Regions from separate parts of the Danio rerio genome. Here region 1 is linked to region 2. The links are chromatin contacts, called in public Hi-C maps. All regions are on one chromosome and are shown on one strand. Each heading gives the region's core, a stretch centred on a gene start, on an enhancer-like site or on the middle of the called end of the contact. The rest is flanking DNA. Distances are from core to core; before and after follow the strand shown.

The links. A called contact is a pair of places that touch in the nucleus more often than the background predicts.
Region 1: a Hi-C map of hematopoietic stem cells shows a contact between it and region 2, with 5 times the contacts expected there. The contact joins the promoter of mettl6 here to the enhancer-like site in region 2. A contact is called at or near these places in 3 of 18 Hi-C or Micro-C datasets (caudal fin, hematopoietic stem cells and an unstated tissue) and 2 of 4 datasets of contacts at active chromatin or transcription factors (caudal fin and embryo).

The regions. Positions count from the first base shown.
Region 1 is chr16:44,760,482-44,766,592 of GRCz12tu, reverse strand. It overlaps mettl6 (methyltransferase 6, methylcytidine), which reads right to left and starts at 2,904. Exons shown (of 5, transcript NM_200203.2): 1 at 2,367-2,904; 2 at 2,145-2,279. The coding sequence starts at 2,633. It overlaps rspo3 (R-spondin 3), which reads right to left. Exons shown (of 6, transcript NM_001017358.1): 6 at 4,542-5,379. The coding sequence ends at 5,183.
Region 2 is chr16:44,468,213-44,474,034 of GRCz12tu, reverse strand. trmt11 (tRNA methyltransferase 11 homolog) reads right to left here. Exons shown (of 13, transcript NM_200216.3): 11 at 5,520-5,654. Among named protein-coding and RNA genes, the nearest start is that of trmt11, 18 kb to the right of the region's middle. Within about 2 kb of position 2,659, at least 8 of the 62 cell types and tissues checked have an H3K27ac peak or open chromatin away from gene starts, as enhancers often do.

The sequences.
Region 1 (6,111 bases), core at 1,655-4,154, 290 kb before region 2:
TAATGAATAATCATTTACATTTACTCATGTGGCCGACACTTTTTATCCAAAGCAACTTACAAATGAGGACAATACAAGCAATACTGGTTTATGTAAATCAGTAAGAATATTTTTCAAATATTTTCCAAGAGCTGTTTAACACATTTTTAAACATAATAATTTTAATACCTCATCTCATTACTGATAACTAATATTCTTTGTCTTTGCTATGATGACAATAGATATTTTTTCCAGCTGTTTTGAAAGATACCAGTATTCAACTTAACGTGCAATTAAAAGGCTTAACTACAATAATTAGGCCAGTTATTAGATAACTGTAGTCAGTTCTGGTGCGGCTAGTATTATTGACATATTTGCGCTACATTGTGGACTCATGGGTGTGCTGGACTAAAAAGGAGGTGTGTTAAGGTACATTGTTGGTGCGTGTCTATTTTGAAGAACTGAAATAGAACTGTAACTGCGCAGTTAACCAGGTAAAAGCTGGTCTAAAGTTCAGCACAGAGCGCATTAGTTATGCGCCTCTGCAGGTTCAAGCACTTAATATATACAAGATGTACAGAAATACACAAATGTCATTACATATGGGAAAAAATAAAGGATTAAAATGTTACAAACGTTCCTATCTACTACATAAAAGTCAAAACACTACCTTCATGCCTTTTTTATGCCCTGGGGGCTTTTTTCAGTTTATTCATGACAATTATCATTTTTTAAATATTATTATTGTCAGCAGGATTATTTTATACATGCATATTTATATTTGTTTTACTAAAAAAAAAGTTTAGATTTGTCTATCTGTCGGGTTTTGGAGACATACACATCACCATATGGGGGCATAAGAATGGGACGTGTGTTTGGATATAACTCATTATTATTGTTCGTTTATTCTTTTGCTGGAAATTACAACTAAATTTACAAATAGTTTTGAAGCTAATCTTTGCGCTTAACAAAGAAAATGAAATATGTAGGCTAATGGATGTCTTCAGTGTGGTGAGTTTCTTCAATTTCCATATCCGTGAAAGTAAAGAAGTAAAGAGGTAAGGTAAAGAGAAAGTAAAGAGGCTAAATGGAGGAGGCTCGTTCTTTATCCTTGCACAGCAGATGGTCTGTTTAACTGTTTTCTCACTAGTGAAGCATTCAGTTTTTCCACCTAAAACATCTGCCATGTAAATAGCAAATGCGCCATGACGCAACACAACTAACTCTTAAAGGGAATGAGAGATAAGACTCTAATTGGTTTAATACGTTTAGCTCAAAACACATCCATAACTCATTAAGAGAATAAGCACAACCCTGTTAGACCATGAGATGCGGCTCAAACCATATTTTTCTGTCCTTAAAATAGCAAAAGTTGATTTGGACACATTATTAATGCTTTTGCACCATGCACTTTAGACTTTGCACACAGACTGTTAAAATAGAGCCTTACATGTATGCTTACTTAAAAAAAATTTTATCTGCTTTTATTCCAGTCAAAAAAAAAAAAAAAAAACTCTCATTTCTCAAACTGAAAAATTGCTCTGTTAAACAGCACTGGGGAAATAAAAAAAAAAAAAAACTTAAAAATATATATAAAAAATATATAAAAAAAGTTGAGAAACTTATTATTATTATTACTTATGATTATTATATTTTTAAATGGAACTTAAAACAGAAAAGTAAATATTGTGTTCAAAGTGTAAGTGAACACAAATGCATACCGTATTACACTGTATCAAACCACTCAGTAGAAACGGACCATTAGAGGATCATATCAAAACAAATATATATATATATATATATATATATATATATATATATATATATATATATATATATATATATATATATATATATATATTTAAAAACGTAGAGCCTATATCTATAGAAAATAGAGTAGAACAGTGTTCATAATAGACACTCAGAGCAAGTGGTTTATTAAAATAAAAATAAATAGAAAAGAAATAATAGGATGTGTTATAGTGCACCATCTGTATGATTATATAGATTTCTGCAATATATTATAATTAAATAGATTCTTTGAATAATTATATAATTAACAATAAATTGACAGTTCATACAAATCAACGAGCTTATGAATAGGAAACAATATTGTTTGCAAAAGGTTGACCAGTTAACACACTTCTGGTCATGTTTAACGTTACCTTTACAAACTCAACAGCTCGTGGAGAGAAATCACAGGCATAGATAAAGATGTTGAGATCCTCTTCCAGAAGGGGAAAAATACAGTTTCCAACCCCACATCCAGCCTCCAACAACACCAACTTCTGTCCCTCAGACTGAAAATATAAGAGTTCCAATCATCCATACAAACTCAAACACGTTAACTTTACAGAAAAAGGGTGTTTAAGACCCTTTAACGTTACCTCTCTGCAGTTTTTCAGTTCATCAAACTCCCTGGTCGTCCAGTGTCTGTCTTTAAAGAAGTTAGTCGTGTTTCTCTTATAAAATAAGTCCCAGTTTTTCTGAGCATCCGTTTCGAGTTTTTGCTGCTTGAAGTCGGACACTAAAACTCGGTCATTGCCGAGTTTCTCCATCTCTTCAGGTGTCAGACTCCTTTCCCTCACAACGGTGGACTGAGGCGGGAAAACAGGACGATATTCGAGTGAGACTGACTCACCTGATGCCGACATGTTTGCCTGAGCTCCTGGTTTTGATTATTAATATCAAAGCAACTTCTTAAAATCGGATAATGTGAAGGTAACGTTATGGGATCAAAGTCTCAGTGACTTACTTTATGTTTGATAAAAATCGCAGCTGAAACTCGACCAAGAAGTAGTTTCAGGTTCTTAAATGTACTTAATCTACCTACACATTAAATGAGTAATATCGTTAAACATATAATATTGTATGTTTTCATCTTAAAATAAAGAGCTAACTGTTTGAAATTTTCGCAAGTTGACGGCTGGGATTCTGTCTTGCTCTAGTATTTGCGACTGCGCGGAGATGAAGGAAGGAACTTGAAGATAACCGTCACCGCCATCTGCTGGACTGGAGACCACGACGAGAAATGTTTCAGCTAATAAAACTTGACTTCTTGACCAACGTTTGTGGAATGGATACAATAAAAGCACTTTTCTTAGAGGTCTTAACAGTGATGTGCTGGACAGGATTCAGCAATTAGTTTAGTGTAATGTTACGTGGGGACAAAGCATTTCAAATTGGTGGTATCATTCTAAAGAAATCCACGAGGTAAGTATACTTCAGAAAACACGTAGAAATTACAAAAAAGTAATAAACATGAACCAGTTTCTTTTGTAATTAATTATATTCATGTTTTTTTGTAATTTTATGTACTGTTATAACTCATACAATGATAAATGCTAATTGATTGAATGTTATGAATAACTTACATGTGTACTATCTATCTATCTATCTATCTATCTATCTATCTATCTATCTATCTATCTATCTATCTATCTGTCTGTCTGTCTGTCTGTCTGTCTGTCTGTCTGTCTGTCTGTCTGTCTGTCTGTCTGTCTGTCTGTCTGTCTGTCTGTCTGTCTGTCTGTCTGTCTGTCTGTCCGTCCGTCCGTAAATCAATCAATCAATCAATCAATCAATCAATCAATCAATCAATCAATCAATCAATCAATCAATCAATCAATCAATCCATCCATCCATCCATCCATCCATCCATCCATTCATCCAAATAATGAAATATTCTGATTCTGAATGTGTTCTCTGTCTGTCTGTCCGTCCAAGCAAATAATTGAATATTATGAATATGCGTACTCTCTATCTATCTATCTATCTATCTATCTATCTATCTATCTATCTATCTATCTATCTATCTATCTGTCTGTCTGTCTGTCTGTCTGTCTGTCTGTCTGTCTGTCTGTCTGTCTGTCTGTCTGTCTGTCTGTCTGTCTGTCTGTCTGTCTGTCTGTCTATCTATCTATCTATCTATCTATCTATCATCGTCTGTCTGTCTGTCTGTCTGTTCATCCATCCATACATGCATCCAAATGATTGAATATGAATGTGTAGGGTAACACAGTGGCGCAGTAGTGCTGTCGCCTCACAGCAAGAAGGTCGCTGGTTCGAGCCTTGGCTGAGTCAGCTGTGTTGGCGTGGGTTTCCTCTGGGTGCTCCGGTTTCCCCTACAATCCAAAGACATGCGGTACAGGTGAATTGGGTTGGCTAAATTGTCAAAAAAATGAATGATGAATGTGTACTATATCTGTCTGTCCGTCCAAGCAAGCGAATAATTGAATATTATGAATATGCATTCTATCTATCTATCTATCTATCTATCTATCTATCTATCTATCTATCTATCTATCTATCTATCTATCTATCTATCTATCTATCTATCTATCTATCTATCTATCTATCTATCTATCTATCTATCTATCTATCTATCTATCTATCTATCTATCTATGTCTGCTTGTTACTGTCATTAAATGTGGATAAATGATAACTTACAGAGCACCGCAGATTTGCATCTTGCAATAGTGTTACGTACAGCCAAATATTTATGGCTGAGCTACCGTTTGTTGTATATTTGTGCTTGCCAAGACAATAAATTACAAATGAATACAAACTCGGTATTTGTTTATTTGACATACAGGTGCTTTTGATTTCTGGTCAGATGGCTTCGATGGAAAGCTCGGATCCTGTTTATACAGACAGGCAAATCAACACTTTGTTTGGAGAGAGAATGGAACGAAAAGTTAATACACTGTTGCGGCGAAGATTGTTGTCGCTCATCCAGTATGAAGAAAGCCAGTTCATACACCCATCCACATGCAGTCTCAGGCTGTCCGTGGCGACGGTAAGCATGCTCATTTAATTTTAATTTACTCAACCCCCGCCCTCCTCCAAAAAAATACAGACGTTTATACAAAAACTCTACTTTAATGTCTCAAAAACCTACATTCAAACCACGATGCAGTGCTGTACCTGGACCCCCTTTAAAAAAATAAACCATTCCACGGATCTTAGGACATTCCTGGCCCCTGTTACACAGTTCAGCCTCAATCCAGCACCAGACGGGGCCCGAGGGGGTGAAGGTCCTCACTGTCTGCAATGCGCCCCTCTCTCATGTGCATATACAGTATACGTTTAAATTATACAGGTAGCAGCAACACCCCCTCGGCGAGGGGATAAGAGGGTGAGGGGGTGACATGGACTGATAGAGGAAAGAAAGGCAGAGGAGCAATGAGGAGCAGCATCTGTCTATACTGTCCCAGCGTCTCTGCTCTGGTCCCTGCGGCGGCGCTGCTCTGTTTTGTTCCTGTTTTCGGATTCCTCTCGGTCGATTGTCTCCTTCTCTCGTTCCCTCTTCCTCTCTCGACGGGCCTCTGCAGTCACTTTCTCTTGCAGGTTAAAGCGTTTTTTCTTCTCTCCTCGCCGCTGGCCTTTCGGCGGCTTACCTGTGGAGGACAAATGAGGAATAGCATGAGATATTTTAAAGGATATACTTGGGCAATTTTTATTCATTAATGAACCGAAAAATGGGCTCACTTGGAAAAGTTATTGTTAATAACATATTTTTACTTATTTTAAAATGATAAATTACTGCTGTTATTCAGCAAGGTGAAAACCATAAACATAATACTACATTTCTGTTAATAAATGCTGTTCTGATCTGGTGTAAAAATATTATGGTTTCAACAAAATATTTACAACATTTACAATGTTTCTTTCAGCATCAAATCAGCAGCGCCAACCTAATTTCACCAAGAGGGACAGGTTTCATGGATTGACATGTTGATTCTGGAAAAACATTCCAATCAGCCAATCAGAATTAAGGGATCTGTTCATCTTTTATGTTAAGTGTAGGCTCACGGTTAGGTTTATGCACTTCTACATGATTGTCATCCATTAACTATTATTCCACTCTTATTTTGGGAATAATATACAGTTATGGTTGGGGCTAGGGAACAGGTATTGACTACATTACATAGATATTAATCCAGAATCGCATTGTACTTGGCAACATCATGACATGCAGCATATTAGTTTTTTACCAACCATGTTACACTAAAGACTGGAATAATGATATTGAATATTCAGCTTTGCCACTAAATTAATTAAATTACACATTTTCAAAACTGTATCTAGACAGAAAACATTTGGCACTGCAAACATATTTGACAATTCTA
Region 2 (5,822 bases), core at 1,410-3,909:
AAACGACACCCAAGTCTTTAAATTTTAGCTAAACTGTCAGAAACGGGATGCACAGGTTTGTAGGATATCAAAGGCTATGAAGGATACGTCTAAAACTCACTCAGAAGAAAGTATCTCCAGAGAGATGTGAAGCAGAATTTGGATTTAAACGTGCCTTGATACCTTCCTGCCTTGGAATGCTGCCCCTACACAGCTGTTGTGTTCATTCAAGAAATACTACCTGATAAAAACCACATACATCACCACTCGTGTCTAGATTTTATCACACTTTTTGTTGAATTAGTGACTGATTTCATCACTATCTGGAGGCCTGCCTTAACCATAAGAAACACTGCGAACCTCCAAACTCTTCATTGTTCCCAGCGGCTGTGAAGACAGTTAGTAGGGACATTAACTCAGCAGGGAGTTGAGCTGGTGGGCTGTTAACATTCACGCGCTGACAGACGCGTTCGCACGCACCGACTCCCTTCATTTTTCAGACGATTACGTAAATATGGCCTGAAATCAATGAAAAATAACATTTCGAGGGTTGCTAGCTGTAGCCGAACCTCATCCACGCAAAGCCACTGATCCACAAAGCATTGCGCACACACAGTTAGCTGCGTTTCAAACAAATCATAAATTATGTGCCCTCTTTTCAACGGACCTGACAAAGCAAAACAAGGAGGCATACGGAGCACTCATATTATCCATCGCACTGTTTACACGGAGCTGCTCCTGTCACCTTGGAGAAATGTCTAACAAATGTCAGCTTTCCAGGAAAAGAGCCCTCTGAGGCCGCTGAAATCACATGACAGAATCACATTTCTGAATATAGGGCAATGAGTCAGTGCATTATGGGGTACTAATGACTGACTAACGTCCCATGTGGATTACACTCATATCTGTCTTCACCTCATCAAGTTCATGTCCAGTAAAAGAGATTATTCTTCTGTTTGCGGTGGTAACGAAACAAGTAGTAAAGGTCAGAAATGTATTCTTGCTACTTTTTCAAAATACTTATTTAAAATGACCTGAATTCATTGAGCTGAAATCATCAAAACTCTTGAGTTTTTTGGGGACAACTGCATAGTTTTTTGTTCAATTTATTTGTGTTGGGACAACATGAAGGTCTTGTATGGCACCCAGCATTTTTTATACAGTAGTTAAGTTTTTAATCAACCCTTTTTTCATAGATAAAAATGACCACATTAAAAATATATGTTTTAAAGGGGTAAAATGATGACAAAAATCTATCAACCTTCAATTCAAAGAACAATGTATAGAGTATTTCAATGTGGTCATTTAATTGGTGCATGAACATTTCCTGCTTGTTATCAAACTATTTAACTATTTAATTTAAACTAACTGTATAACAAGAGGCAATTCAATCATAACTTTATGTTAAAATAGCTATCATAACATTATTTATCAATTTGTGGCTCAATCTGGACTCTCAGAAGCTATAGGTATTAAACATGTAAAACAGGAAATACGTTGGAACCATTGTTTTTGTTTACAACCCTCAAAATGGTCTATATTAGTATAATGTTTTCATGCATATGTCATGTAAAAAAAGATTATTCTTCTGTTTGCGGTGATAACGAAAAAAGTAGTAAAGGTCAGAAATATGTCAAATTAATTAAAATATCTTAATTCATGAAAATAATCATCACTATAGAAGGTTACTGCTTCACTTTGAAGCAGCATAATTTTATACACTCAAATTTTTTTTATTTAAAATCAGCTCAAATCTTCACAATTCTTGAGATTTTTTGGGGGGGACAACTTAATGGTTTTATGTTCAATGCACTTAAATTTTAAAACCATTAAGTTAATTTACTCCATTGTGTGCAACCCAGTATTTTTTACAGTGTGGTTCAGAACATTTTAATCAAACTTATTTCATAGATGAAAACAATAACTACATTAAAAAATATATATTTTAATTGACTAAAATGATGACAAAAATCTATTGACCTTTAAATAATTTTTTTTTTATATCAGTATACTGGATTCATACATTATGTCTTCCATGTGAAGTAAAATAGACTTTTGTTCTGTTTGCAGTGGTAACAAAATAAGATAAAAATAAATACATAAAAAAATAAAAATAAAATATATATATAGAATTTTTTAATGAGTAAAATGATGACAAATCTATTGACCTTCAAATAAAAAAAAATTATATTAGTATACTGAATTCATGCATTATAACTTTGAAGTCAAGTAAACATTATTATTTTTCTGTTTGCAGTGGTAATAAAACAAGTAGTAAAGGTCAGAAATGAGTCAAATAAATCTAAATATATTTATTCATAAAATGATCATCACTATAAAAGCTTCCTGCTTCACTTTAAATAATTAGCAGCATAAGTTTATACAAAGAAAATAAATGCTGCTTTTTTCAAACTAATTTAAAATGAGCTGAAATGATCACAAATCCTGAGTATTTTTGGGACAACTTAATTGCTTTTTTTGAGTGTAGTTAAGTTTTTTTTTTACAGATTAAAACAATAAAAATATATATGTTTGAATGACAAAATATGGCAAAAATCAAGAAAATCAAATCAAAGAAAATCAGTTAAATAAGTGTATATAAGTATACTATATTTGTGCATTATGACATCCATACCCAGTAAAAATCTTATTCTGTTTGCAGTGGTAACAATTAGTAAAGGGCAAAAAAGTGTCAAACAAATCAAAACACTGTCTTTTTACTGTCATGTTGATGTCTACATGTGGACACCATCATAAAAAAATGTTATTGTGTGTTACTCTGTAATCCCTCATTTATTTATTTTCGTTTGTTGTGAATGCTCCATTGCGTCATAAGGAATCGGGAATTCTTGCCGCTTGCTATGACAGAAGTGTTTTCCTCTGGTCTGTGAACTTCCTATTCTCAGGACGAAGCGGATGAATTGGATACTGAGGGCTGTTTCCACTTCGAACTGTTACAAGGGTAATCAACAGCGAAGCCCCAGATTCCAGCGGCAGTCATCCACTCCTCTGACACCACAGTTTATAAACACAACTGTTGCTATACTGACGCCTGCTCTGAAGATGCAGTCATTTAGCCGCTGACCACAGCGCCTCCTTGTGGCGATCATACCCATAGCTTTATGAATTTTAACTGTCAGCAAACCCTACATTGTGAAAAGGTATATGATCAAAAGTCATGATAGAAGTTTGTATTTAAATAAACTTATGTAAAAATGTTTATCAAGGTTTTAATTAATTTAGTAGTTATAAATTATAACAATTTTTGCTGGGTCTTTCAAGTCACAAGTACAATAAAAAAGGGCTTTTGCTGCTTGTTTAAACTACTTATTTAAAATAGGTTGAAACAACACAATTCTTAAGTTTTGTTTGAGAGTTGGTTTTTACAGTGTAAATGATCTTAGCTGACCTAAAACGTTAATATTATTCAACTTAATTTAAGGTAGCAACAAATTTATTACAGTATAATTCATTCAGGACAGTGCTTCTGAACTCTGCTAAGCATTTGAGGTTGGCAAAAATGTTTTAATTCAAGTGAGATGCAAGTATTTGTTAAACCTGAGATAAAACAGTAAATGTAATTTATTCCTGTGATGGTAAAACTGGATTTTCAGTATCCACTGCATCAGTTTTTAATATTTCAATAAAAAAAGAGGAGAAAAAAAGGGTAAATTAAGAAGAACAAAAACGTACTAAGCTGAGCTGGATCTTGAACGTTACGAATTACATTTTATGCAATTAACATGCAATCAAAATATAGTAATCCAAAATAAAACTAAAAGTGCTTCAGGGGTAATTCATTTGTTGGTGCTTTTTGGATAAGCGATTCATAAAGATCCAAGAACAAAATCCAAGTCCAAGGCACTAAAAAAGTAAGCAATAAAGTTAAAAAGCCTTTAATAACATGGTTTTATTTTAAAAACAGCATTACTCTCACCCTATTGAAATGTATGTTTTGCCGAAATATGTAGCTGTGGTGCACATTAGTGTTAATTTAAAAACATAGTATTTTTGTGAATATTTTTTTTTTGTCTCTAGCGCTCAAGTGAGATACAAATATTAGTTAAAACCGAGTAAATGTAACTTATTCCTGTGATGGTGAAACTTCAGCATCTATTGCTTCATTTTTCATTATTCAATAAAAAAAAGAGGAGAAAAAAGGGTAAATTAAGAAGAAAAAAATGTACTAAATGAAGCTTGTCCTTTTAATGCATCTACCATTAAAGTATTTTGACAGACCTACTTGGAAAGAGAGCTGGATCTTAAACATTATGAATTACATTTTAGGTAATTTACATGCAATCAAAAGATAGTAATCCAAAATAAAACTAAATGTGCTTCAGGGGTAATTAATTTGTCTATGGCAGTCGAAAAATAAGTGAAACAGTAATTGTAAATATCTTATTTAAAATGATCACAATTTAAAATAAATTACATTTTAAAATTTAAATTACATTTAAACAGTTGTTTTATATTGTTATATATTAACCTTACATTATATGTTGAAATTTAGTTTATTCCTAATGGCAAAGCTTTACAAAATACTTTAAAAAAATGTATTTAATGTTTAATATGTAAATTGGGTGTTTAATAAATTTATTTGAATGGTACAAATTTTTATTTACCCATTATGTGAAAAACAGTTGCGCTACTTTTGCTTTTTTATAAAAAGTCTTTCAAAAACGTAAAAAATAAAATAAACTGCAGTCATTTTTATGAAAATAATGAATATCTTTTGAATATTTGTGTTTATTTTTTCTGTCAGTTCTGATGCACTAGCAGAAATATTTAATAAAAAATAAAATCAGGGTGTAGCCAAGTAGGAGCGCTCACTCTGATCCCCCAAGCTCTGCAAGGGTTGGGGAAACTGAACCAAAACAAACGATTACAATTGGCTACAGATTGGCAAGGAAAATTTGGTAAATGCGTCAAACAGCAGAACTTTGGAGTTAAAAAAATTAAAAATAAAATAAATAAATAATACTAACTTAAAATGTGCTTTTCTCATTTAATTACATGACTCATTTAAGACATGAATCACTCTTCAGGAAAATACATGAATTAACATGCTGCAAAAAACAATTGCAAGATGCAACCGTATCTGCACGACTCTACTTAGAAATCAAATAATGACGGCGCCAGCTAAACTAATTACTGTAGGCATCAGCAATCCTGAGGGAGTAAATCCCGTAACTACATAATGGAAAATCCGTCTACAAGTGAAACAGAGGTGAAGCAAAGATGCAGATTAAGCAGCGGGTACGTTGCTTGACTCACTACTGTTCCCTGTAATCAGACAGTGGTATGATCTGTGGACGCTGCTGTTTGTGGTCAGTGGAAAACACCCCACAGCTTCACACCTGCTCCACTGACCGCAGGTCCACAAGCCTGAGCAGGATTAACAGTCTTCAGCTACTGATATGCTTTGGCTTTTTTTCAAATGTATTATTTTATTAAAAAAGCACAAGAGAGCCCCCTAGTGTTCAATCCAAAGACAGAGTCAGATGCATGTGACCATTCAGTCTATTTGATTTACTTACTCTGGCCTGTAGATAGGAAGCCAGTAGACAAGACGTCCACCTAAAACCAAGTGATGGGCTGCAAAATTCAAGAGGTCGGCAAAGATATCACTGAGATGATAAGCCATTGAAACGGGCACGTGACTCTCTCCAGAGCTGCAATGGGATATAAAACACAAGAAAACAGAATTTAATTAGTATAAGCAGGTAAATTCAGTTAACTTCGGGTTAGTCCCTTATTTATCAAGAGTCACAACAGTGGAATGAACCGCCAACTATTCCAGCATAAGTTTTACCCAGCAAATGCTCTTCCAGATGCAACCC